Linked DNA regions of Mus musculus: region 2 is linked to region 1. The links are chromatin contacts, called in public Hi-C maps. All regions are on one chromosome and are shown on one strand. Each heading gives the region's core, a stretch centred on a gene start, on an enhancer-like site or on the middle of the called end of the contact. The rest is flanking DNA. Distances are from core to core; before and after follow the strand shown.

Evidence for each region. A called contact is a pair of places that touch in the nucleus more often than the background predicts.
Region 2: a Hi-C map of cerebral cortex shows a contact between it and region 1, with 7 times the contacts expected there. The contact joins two enhancer-like sites. A contact is called at or near these places in 1 of 39 promoter capture datasets (embryonic stem cells), 7 of 15 datasets of contacts at CTCF or cohesin (the NIH/3T3 cell line, embryonic stem cells, large pre-B cells and 3 more), 185 of 484 Hi-C or Micro-C datasets (the 3T3-L1 cell line, the AML12 cell line, B cells and 102 more), 16 of 115 datasets of contacts at active chromatin or transcription factors (the NIH/3T3 cell line, PVALB interneurons, astrocytes and 11 more) and 2 of 9 other capture datasets (embryonic stem cells and embryonic tail).

The regions. Positions count from the first base shown.
Region 1 is chr11:56,128,423-56,133,770 of GRCm38.p6, reverse strand. No RefSeq gene overlaps it. Among named protein-coding and RNA genes, the nearest start is that of Gm46260, 11 kb to the right of the region's middle. Within about 2 kb of position 2,315, at least 9 of the 459 cell types and tissues checked have an H3K27ac peak or open chromatin away from gene starts, as enhancers often do. A contact at or near this core is called in cerebral cortex, where this site is marked.
Region 2 is chr11:57,471,104-57,476,451 of GRCm38.p6, reverse strand. No RefSeq gene overlaps it. Among named protein-coding and RNA genes, the nearest start is that of Fam114a2, 45 kb to the left of the region's middle. Within about 2 kb of position 1,976, at least 7 of the 459 cell types and tissues checked have an H3K27ac peak or open chromatin away from gene starts, as enhancers often do. A contact at or near this core is called in cerebral cortex, where this site is marked.

The DNA of each region.
Region 1 (5,348 bases), core at 1,066-3,565:
GACAAAACATTTCCGTTGCTGTTTGAGAGACAACTATGATAGGAAAACATGGTGTTCACATTTGGCCTAGTGAGTGAAATTCATACCATAGACTCACCGGGTCCCTTTGAGTAGTAATGTCATGTTGGACCGATACCTACTGTTTCTAGTCAGAACCCTTCATCAAAGCTGAAGCAGAAACTTTACACGCATATACATTCCCTTTGTCCCTTAACCAAACAACCTTAGACTAGGCTCCCAATGCCTATAACCACACATTTCCTCATTCATAAAAGGGAGAACTGCAAAGCTGGAGGGCAACCATGCTGAGTGTGGTGCCTCCATGTCTTTCTTGATGAGGACCAGGGTTTACAAGGGTGCTCTCTTTCAGTCCTGTCATTGGATGATGCTGTGACATGGGTTCTATAGGATACCATCCCTGTACTTAAGCATCTTGTGGCTGCATCACGAAGGCCCCTATTGGCTGGAATAAAGCATGACTTTCTATAGCAGACCTGGCTGTGTTGTGCTGACAGTGTAGGCTTGCCTAGGCATGAGATGCTAACAAACCCTGTCTAGATTTATAAGTGGAATAGTAAATTGAGTGTAGATGGAGAGAGGGGGAGAGAGGGAGAGAGAGAGAGAGAGAGAGAGAGAGAGAGAGAGAGAGAGAGCGAGAGAGAGCATGGTATGCATCGATGATCTTAAGAACTGAATAGTAAGAGGCCAGGAGCCGGGGAGTACTCAGCTTCACTAACACTGCTTTACAGGACCTTAAACAGATTCAAGATTTCTTTGGGTCTCATTTCCTTAACCTAGAAAATGGAGACCATCATAATTGGTCTTACAAATCTGAGGGGAAGACTACTTGAAGTTCTGCCCTGAAAGTACTTAGCATAGTTCCAAGTATCTTGATATAACTAGATCAAAGCTATCATCCACACCATCACGATTTAAGATTTCAGCAAGATGTTGTAGTCTCTCTCTCTCTCTCTCTCTCTCTCTCTCTCTCTCTCTCTCTCTCTCTCTCTCTCCCTCTCTCTCTCTCTCTCTCTCTGTGTGTGTGTGGGGGGGGTGCAAGTCATAGGACAGATGGAGAGACAGAGAGTGTCTATGTGTGTGGTATATGCTTACATGGCATGTATGTAAAGTTTCATGTCCTGCTCTGTCACTGTCTAACTTATTCCCTGAGATAGTCACTCACTGGGCCTGGGGTTAGGCTGGTGGCTACGAAGCCTTTTGTTTCTTCCTAGTCTCCCCACAGAGCTGGGGTTACACACATGCACAGACATACATAGCTCTCCATATGGGTACTGGGGATTTGAACTCGGGTCTTTGAGTTCAAGTAAAGCAAGCAGTCTTATGCACTGAGCCATCTCCCCAGGCCCTGGTTGAAGTTTTATGCAGCAGCTCTCTCATAAAGTTGGTCAGTGCACAGTGATCAGGTGTTACACTCTGCACCTCCAAGGAATCAGGGAGACACTGCACTTCTCCACGAGTACTGCTGACAGGCCCCATGGTGGGTGAATGTTCAGCATCAACCTCAACTTGACTCCCTAGATCCCATTCTCCTCTGAAATGTGCCTATTCAGCAAACAATGCAACACTTAGTATTTCTACATCCCATGAGTTAGATCATCTCCTCCCTGAATGAGTTAAGGGAACAGAGGCACACACAACAAGGCTCACGAACATGCCCTAGAGTGTGTTCCAACAGGAAGTATGTGTGACGCTATGGTTCATTTCCAGAAAGATTGGCACAGACTCTGGCTGTCACTGCCATGCCTGGGGTCATAAGCCAGCCTCATGCCCTGCCTTCTCAGGCCAGCCCTTCTTGAGTGTTACTGGGTCTCCTCTCCAAAACACCAAATGTCTCGGGTGGACCCGCCATTTACTCTGATCCTCCACCCCTCCTCATATATCCTAACCCACCACGCATCTTCTTCTATATCCCACACTCCCAACTACAGCCTGAGATATCCATCCGTATTTTTTCCAATATTTCCTCCCACGGTGCCGTCAGCCTCCCTCCCCAACGCATACTACTCGCTCTATTTCACTTGCAAGCAAAGGGGACCAGGTGGCATGTCCTAATTTTGTGCGTCTGTGACTTCACTTACCCGACTAAGCTGTGATCGCCAGGAGGCAATCTCAAGCTTTGTCTTGTTATTTTGTTCTCACGGCCATCCGCCTACTTTAACATGGCTCAGACATCTTAGAAGACAGATTGATGAGTAGTATCAGTTTGATAGCGTCCCCTCATACCCCACCACCACCACCACCACCATCACCCTGCATGCGCCACCTCCCGCCCCTGCAAAATTAAAGGAACTATTTTGTACGCTAGTCTAGAGCGCCATCTGGTGGTTATTCCTTAAACAGCTTACAAATAGTGTGCTCTAGAGGTAATTCTCTGCTCAGCTAAACAGAAGTGAGCTACATACCAATACATCAAGAAGAAGCAGGTAATGTCAAATGAACAGAATCCGCTCTACACCAAGGAAACCACAAATGTGTGAATGCATAGATTCATGTCCTAAGAAGGAAAGATCAAATGTCGGATGAACCAGGTGTGGAGCTTGCCCTGGCCCCTATTTCATGCCTGCCTATTAATCCTTAAAGAGTAGGCAAGACTATTTCTCTCTGGCCTCATTTGCCTAACATATTTTAACTATAGGAGTAAAGTGGACCTTTGAATCATGTCTTCCCATGTCATCCACAAACGAAGATGTGAAATTAACCTTACATTTCTGATGCCAATATGTCAGGATTTTAAACGCATCTCACAGAAGAGTGGCCTGTCCTCAGCACTGAGATTTTCATTTAATAATCCACATCTTCTGGGGAAATATTGTTTACCGGTGTGGATACCTTTGTTCAAACCAGTGGGGTTTCATAAGGCTTTCTCACATCTCCTCGGTTTTAGTTAGCACACCTGCCCCAACTTCTACCCTCATCCATCTGGAAACTTTAAACAGAAGTATTATTCACAAGTGACTGGTCAGAGAGGCTTCAGAGACATCTGAAACAAACAACACAAGCTATTGCCATTACTCCCGTGGTTGTCCTCTGTCACTAGATAGTAAGAGCCTATTGCTGGAGATACCACACACTTCCCTTGAACTAACCAGGAAGCTGTGTAGCTCACCAGCTTTTATCACGTGAAAGTGCTAAGCAGGCTGAGGGGGGGGGTGGAAAGCTCCTGATGGTCTGACCCAAAGCTGGAGTCTGCAAACAGCAGCCACCCGTGAGGCAAGATGTGCTCGCTTGTGCAACTTTGATGAGACTCTTTTATGGGATGTGGTAGCTGGAATAAACATGGCCCCCAAAGGCTCATGTATTTGAATGCTTTGTCATCAGGGAGTGGCACTACTTGGGAGGGATTAAGAGGTGTGGCCTTGCTGGAGAAACTGTATTATTGGGTGTAGGCTTGAAGTTTTCAAAAATCCCACACCAAAGCAGAGCATCTCTCTCTCTCTCTCTCTCTCTCTCTCTCTCTCTCTCTCTCTCTCTCTCCCTCTCCCTCTCTCCCTCCCTCCCTCCCCCCTCCCTTCTCTCTCTCCTGATATAAAACTCTCAGCTCCTTATTCATCACCATGTCTGCCTGCCTGCCACCATGCTTCCCACCTTGATGACAATAGGCCAAGCCTCAGAAACTCTATGTAAGCCCCCAATCAAATGCTGACCTTTATAAGAGTTTCCATGATTATAGTGTCTCTTCACAGCATTCGAACACTGACTAAGATGGGACAGGGGAGGCAACCAGTCTCTTGATTACATCTGAAGCCTGCTCATAGGACAGAACTCATACGTAGTACCACACACATGGTCAAAACCCATGGCCAGAAAAGTCGTGGACCCTATGCTTATTTGATAAGTAGACACGTCAAACTTTCTTCTAACTACTCATGTTTTTATCCACAGATTTGTCCGACCTCACTTTAGGCAGAAAAGCTTCTTGCAAACTCATTAGCAAGCTGTGTGCTGAGGATGAGTGGCTGAAAGCTGAGCTAGAGATGGGCCATCTAGGTCACTGCAAGCCCCAGGACTCAGGGGACGTCACGGAAGAGGGGGGAAGAGTGTTAGAGTCAGAGGATGGTGAGTGCTGTGAAATGTCTCCTCTTGACATGACTTCTTGCACTCATGCGATCATGACAGCTGCAGCTACCTGCACTAGACTGAGCCAGTCAATGATTCCAGCATGGAGTTAGGAGGGTCTCCCAAAGTCCCATCAGTGTGAAAGACAGACAGGGGTACCAGTGTTCAATGGCCAGAGGGACCTTTGTAAACCTTACTTACACTCTCAAGGAGTGATAGAGTTGACAGAAGGGCCAGAGATTTGAATACTCTCAAGGGTTAAGAATGGACAATGGCCAGAGGGACCACTGTATGTGTTTACATTTTAAACACGCTCTATGCTGTTTGAAAATATCTCTGGAATAGATATGTTCCCTAAAGAGTTTACCTGTCCAGGAAATTAACGGGTCTATGGGTTGGCTATGAGAGGGGAGATAATGTGCCTTCATTCTTTATGAGAAAGCCTCCATATGGTAATCTGATGAGTCTGGTGGTTCCAGGGACTGGATTTAGCTATCTCTCTGCTAATGACCTTCTGGGTAGTACAGCATGTCACATCTCTTCCTAGGACCAGACACAGACACAGTCCCATTCATTTGACCAGTGATTTGAGTCCTGCAGCAAGATCCTTGGCTATAAAGGTGTAAATTCCAAGGGAAGAATTCATCCCCCAAGGTCCTCTCATCCTATAAATAGATGACCAGCTACCAGACATCAAAGTCAGACCAAGGAGGTATGACATAGGGCAGGCACCATGGATGCAGAAAGGACAAACTTGCTTTCTATTTAAGGCTACCCAAGCCAGTTCATTCATAAGGCATATCGGCTTCTTTAGTCCAAATAGAATGGCCATTTTGAAGGATTAGTTGGCTGGGAATATAACCACACAGAACCTCAGAGATGAAGAGAGATGTGGCTTAAGAGAGACAGGAAAGAAAGTGCACCCGCTGCATCTGTTTGCACTGGCAGAAAAAAAAAGTGAGAAAGTATGAATGTTCTAGGCCAGGAGACAAAGTTCCAGCATGCGATGAAAAGAAGACTCTCAGGCTGGAAGGATACTGACACTCACAGCCTTGAGAGAGAAAGAGGGGCTTCACAAAGCAGACCTGAGATTCATGAAAAACAGTCACTCACATGGAGAGTTAGTTGGCTCAAACAAAACCATGCATGGCACGAGTGTTTTAAAAAAGAGACGAAAATAACGATGATTCAAGAAAATATAAATATGTAGAATGGAGCAGATATTAGGCCATTGTATGAATAACTGTTCTTCCAAGAGGAGAGAAAATTTA
Region 2 (5,348 bases), core at 727-3,226, 1.3 Mb before region 1:
GGAAATGTAATTGAGGAAAATACGTAATAAAAAATATTTTAAAAAAAGCCTCTGTGATCGACTTTACTGTTCATTTTTGACGTGTGCTATGTGTCTAGGCAACCCCAGGTGCTCTGTGAACCCGATTCCTCTGACTGAGGACTGCCTTCCTTGTTCCCCATCATCCTATTACAAGCAAGCTAGAATTAGATCAGGGTGTCTTGGAATTTATTCTGCCTGACCAGAGTCCTGCTGGCTGGACAGAGAAAAGTAGGGGGGTGTACTGGCTAGTTTTGTGTCAACTTGACACAGGCTGGCGTTATCACAGAGAAAGGAGCTTCAGTTGGGGAAATGCCTCCATGAGATCCAGCTGTAAGGCATTTTCTCAATTAGTGATCAAGGAGGGAGGTCCCCTTGCGGGTGGGACCATCTCTGGGCTGGTAATCTTGGTTCTATAAGAGAGCAGGCTGAGCAAGCCTGGGGAAGCAAGCCAGTAAAGAACATCCCTCTATGGCCTCTGCACCAGCTCCTGCTCTCTGACCTGCTTGAGTTCCAGTCCTGGCTTCCTTTGGTGATGAACAGCAGTATGGAAGTGTAAGCCAAATAAACCCTTTCCTCCCCAACTGCTTCTTGGTCATGATGTCTGTGCAGGAATAGAAACCCTGACTAAGACGGGGGGGGGGGGGGGGAGGAAGATAATGGCTGGTCTTAGCATCTTATGTCTGGCTTAGACAGCTCGCAGGTGGGAAACCTCAAACATACCTCTTACCTTCGTGTCTTGGTTTCTGATTCCATAGCTTTGGGAATCAAAACAGGAAACAGGAGCCAGTGGGGTAAGGCAGCAGTGAAAGGTACTTGATGCTAAGCCTGAGTTTAATCTGTGGGATCTACAATGGTGGGAGGAAAAAAAAAACACACAACAACTCCTGAAAGTTGTCCTCTGACTGCCACACAAATGCCCAGGCATGTATGCGTCCCTTACCAACAACCAACCAACCAACCAACCAACCAACCAACCAACCAACCAACCAACCAACCAACCAAGTAAAACAAAACGAACTATAAAAATTCCCACCAAAACCCAAACTAGAAATCTGCTCTGGATTCCAGAGTGCTTGGCTCCATCTGCTGGCCAGTTTTGGTCACTGTACCTTTTTGCCATAATGCACACGCATAACGTCCTCTGTTATATTGCGGAAGACTGAGGCTTCTAGGACATTTCGGTCTACTGGGGAGGCTGGGAGAAGGCTGTGCACATCACAGTTATCCTGAGAGTCCAGTGAGTTGCTGTCACCTCTGGGTCACACTGGTGGTGTTTTCAGCCCTCTGGATCTTGATTCATGATAGAGAATTCCCACGTGTTAGGATTGTCAGGTACTGGAGACCCTAGGGCCTGATATTTCTGATGGTCGCTGTTTTTGTTAGAGTTTTATTGCTGTGGAGAGACACCATGACCAAGGCAACTTTTATAAAGGACAACATTTAATTGGGGCTGGCTTAACAGTTTCAGAGGTTTAGTCCATTATCATCATGGTGGAAAGCATGACATCATCCAGGCAGACTTGGAACTGGAGGTGCCAAGAATTCTACATCTTGATCTGAAGGCATCCAAGAGGATACTCTACTGCAGGCAGTCAGGAGGAAGCTCTCTTCTATAGGCAGCTAGGAGGAGGCTCTCTTCTGTACCAGCAGAGCTTGAGCACTGGGAGACCTCAAAGCCCACCTATAGTGACACACTTCCTCCAACAAGGCCACGCCTCCTAATAGTGCCATCCCCCCCTGGGCCAAGCATTCAAACCACCACAGTCACAGAGGCTCATGCAAAAGCAGGACTTGCTCCAGCTCACACACTCAGGTCCTAGTTTTCCAACACCAGATCCTTAGTGCACAGGCTGCCTCCTCCGTCTCCAGACTTCCTGTCCTGGCTGATCCTTCTTTTCCTTTTCCCCTGAAGTCAGGAGAGCTGAAGCAATAAGCACAGTGCTCTATCCACTTGTTGCCATGGCAACCGCCTCCTCCTGTTCCTGGCTTCAGTCTGACTTGGGGTGTTCAGCCTCCTCTCCAAGCCAGAGCATTCCTGGCGGGATGGACCGTGGAGGGAGAAGGGAGGAGATCCCCTGTATTTGCCTGCAGCTCTGGCCCCCTTCCCTTTCAGCCTCTCGGAGCCTCAGGTTCCCCCAGCCAATCAGTTCTGTGAGATGGCCAAGGATGATGAAGGGGTGGTTGGGTGTAAAGTGCTCTGGGAGTTAGTGAGCATTCAATGTCCATCAGTCAGGACCCTAGGAGCTAACTGCTGTCTGGTTAGCGCAAGAGCTTATGGAGCCCCAGAGCAGGGAGACACATGGAGAGCTGGAAGGCAATTCACAGAGAAGTGAGAAGAAAGGACTGTGGCGAGCGGATGGAAGCACTTCCCATGTTCAGGGACTGGCAGGATTAACATTGTGAAGGTGGGCATATTACCAAAAGAGATGAACAGGTTCAATGCAGACCCCATCCAAAGTCCAATGACATTGTTCACAGAACTAGAAAGCACAATGCTAAAACCCACAGGGGAAGCACAAACACCCTGCACAGCCAAAACGACATTGAGCTAAGAGCAATGCTGGAGAGATGACGCGAATCTTAAGCTAGGTGACACTTACAGCAACAAAACAGCCGGAACTGGCACGAAGCACGGCCTGTCGACCAGCAGAAGAACCCTCCCCACCACAGGTACGAAAACATACACTGGAGGAAAGATGGCCTCTGGACATGCTCGCGTAGAAGACTGAACTGGACCTGTGTCATGCTCAGCCAAGGTCAGCTCAAAGTGGCCCACCTTAACGAAAGGGCTGAAACTTTGAAGTGAATAGAGGAAGACTCTTCAAATCTGTGGGCATGGGTGAGGTGGAGGTAGAGGCAGGAGGATCAAGAGTTCAAGGTCATCCCCCGCTACATATCCAGTTTAAGTCCAGCCTGGGTTGCAGGAGCCTCAGCCTCAAAAATGATACAAAACAATAAGATCAGAAGTAAAACAAAGACATGAAAATAATGTTTAGTATTTTTATCCACTGGAGAAATGCAATTCAAAACTACCGTTGAGAGTCCATCTTAACCCAGTCAGAATGGCTGTTCAAGAAGACATGCTAGCCGTGGGAGGTGGAGAGAGAGAGAGAGAGAGAGAGAGAGAGAGAGAGAGAGAGAGAGAGAGAGAGGATGGATCCTCTACCTTAGCACTGAGTATCCGTTTCCACAGTTCACCTGCCCCTCCTGCATTGTTGTCTCTGAGACCCCCTAAACATTTCCAGCAATTGCACGACAGTTTTTTTTTTCTCTCTCTCTCCAAGTCACTTGGCTTGGTGGCGGCTTTGGGGAGGAAGCTCCTAGTTCTTCAGGGAAAGTGCGTGTTGCAAGCTGTGACAAATACTGCTGCCGTGTTCTGCACAACAGACTGGCTGTCACCCTGGGTACCCTCCAGGACCCATTGAAGACTCTATCCTCCACAAACCATGCACAGAGCTGCCAAGCTCCCAGTAGCTGGTTTGGTCTCCTTGAAGCGAAGGACCTGCCCACACGCAGCTCACGCTGTAGCTACTTGGAGGCCTTTGCTGATTGATGCGAGTCCGTTCCCAGGGTTCTCAGCTGCCAAAGCTGTTCCTGCTGGCCCCAGCTCACCTTTTCAGTGTGTTGTGAAGTCTTCTTGGGTGACCTGTAATACAGGAATCCTCCCTTTCCAAACGTCTCAGGACCTCTGTGCCCAGTGTAGCAGAATTATGTCACATCAAGGCCTCTTTTACTAGGTTATGAGCCCATTAGGCTTCCTGTGTGAGTGGAACAGAAAACTGCTAAGTTAATTTGAGTTAATAGAATCTGTTAAATATAGAGGCTGGGTCTGGGTCTGGGTCTGGGTCTGGGTCTGGGTCTGGGTCTGGGTCTGGGTCTGGGTCTGGGTCTGGGTCTGGGTCTGGGTCTGGGTCTGGGTCTGGGTCTGGGTCAGGGTCTGGGTCGTCTGGGTCTGGGTCGTCAGGGTCTGGGTCTGGGGGTCTGGGTCTGGGTCTGGGTCGTCGTCGGGGTCGGGGTCTGGGTCGTCGTCGGGGTCGGGGTCGGGGTCGGGGTCGGGGTGAGATGGTTCAGCTGCTAAGGTGCCTTGGAGACAAGCATGGGCTAATGTTCCATCCCCAGAATCTCACGTTTTAAGAAGCCAGTGTTTTCTTGTATAAGACTTATACTTTCTTGGTTAAATTTATTGCAAGACGTTTCATTGTTTCTGAGGCTATTGTGAATGGCCATATGTCCCTGATTTCTTTCTTGGTACACTTGTTGGAGCTGGGAAAGCTACTGACTTTCCTGTGTTAGTTTTGTAGCCTGCTGCTTTGCTGAATGTGTTTATCAGCTTTTTTTTTTCTGGAGTTTTTAGGGTCTCTTATGTGTCAAATCATATCATCTGCAAATAGATACTTTGTATTTTTCCTTTCCTGTTTGCACGTCCTTGTCTCCTTCCGTTCTTATTGCTCTAGTTGAGGCTTCAGTTACAGCATTGAAGAGGGGCGGGGAGAGTGGGCACCTTGTCTTGTTCCTGGTTTTAGAGACAATGCCTTGAGGTTTTCTCCAGTGAGCAGGAGGTTGGCTGTGGACTTGCTCTAAACTGCCTCCATTGTGTCGAGCTGCATTCCTAGCAAATCTAGCTCCAAAAGGATTTTGTCCGAGGCCTTTTCTGCATCTAATGAATTTTTTGTCCTTAGATCTTTTTATGTGATAGATTACATTTGTTGATTTACCAATATTGAACCATCCCGGTGTCTCTGGGACGAAGCCAACTTGATAATAATATTTTGAAATGTGTTTTTGAATTTGGTTTGGAGGAAGGGTTCTATCTATCTATCTATCTATCTATCTATCTATCTATCTATCTATCTATCTATCTATCTATCTATCTATCTATCTATCTGCATCTGTCTTCATCAGAGATGCTGTCCTGTAATTTTCTTTTCTTTTTCTTATTCTTTCTCTCTTTCTTTTTCTCTTTCTTTCTTTTCCTCCCTCCCTCCCTCCCTCCCTCCCTCCCTCCCTCCCTCCCTCCCTCCCTCCCTCCCTCCCTTTCTTTCTTTCTGTTTTTGGGTTGGTCTTTGTGTAGTTTTGATATAGGGTAATACTAACCTCCGAAAAGGAGTTTAGTAATGCCTCTTCCTTTTCTATCTTATGGAGTAATCTGAGGTGTGTTAGTGTTCGTTCTCTTTTGAAATCCTTTTAGAGGAGGATTCTGCTCTGAATCCATCTGGCCCTAGGCTTTTTTGAGTTAGGAGACACCACGTGGGTGCTGGGAACCAAACGTGGGTGCCCTGGCAGAGCAGCAAGTACTCGTCTCTCCAGCCCGTCCCCAGCCACTGTGT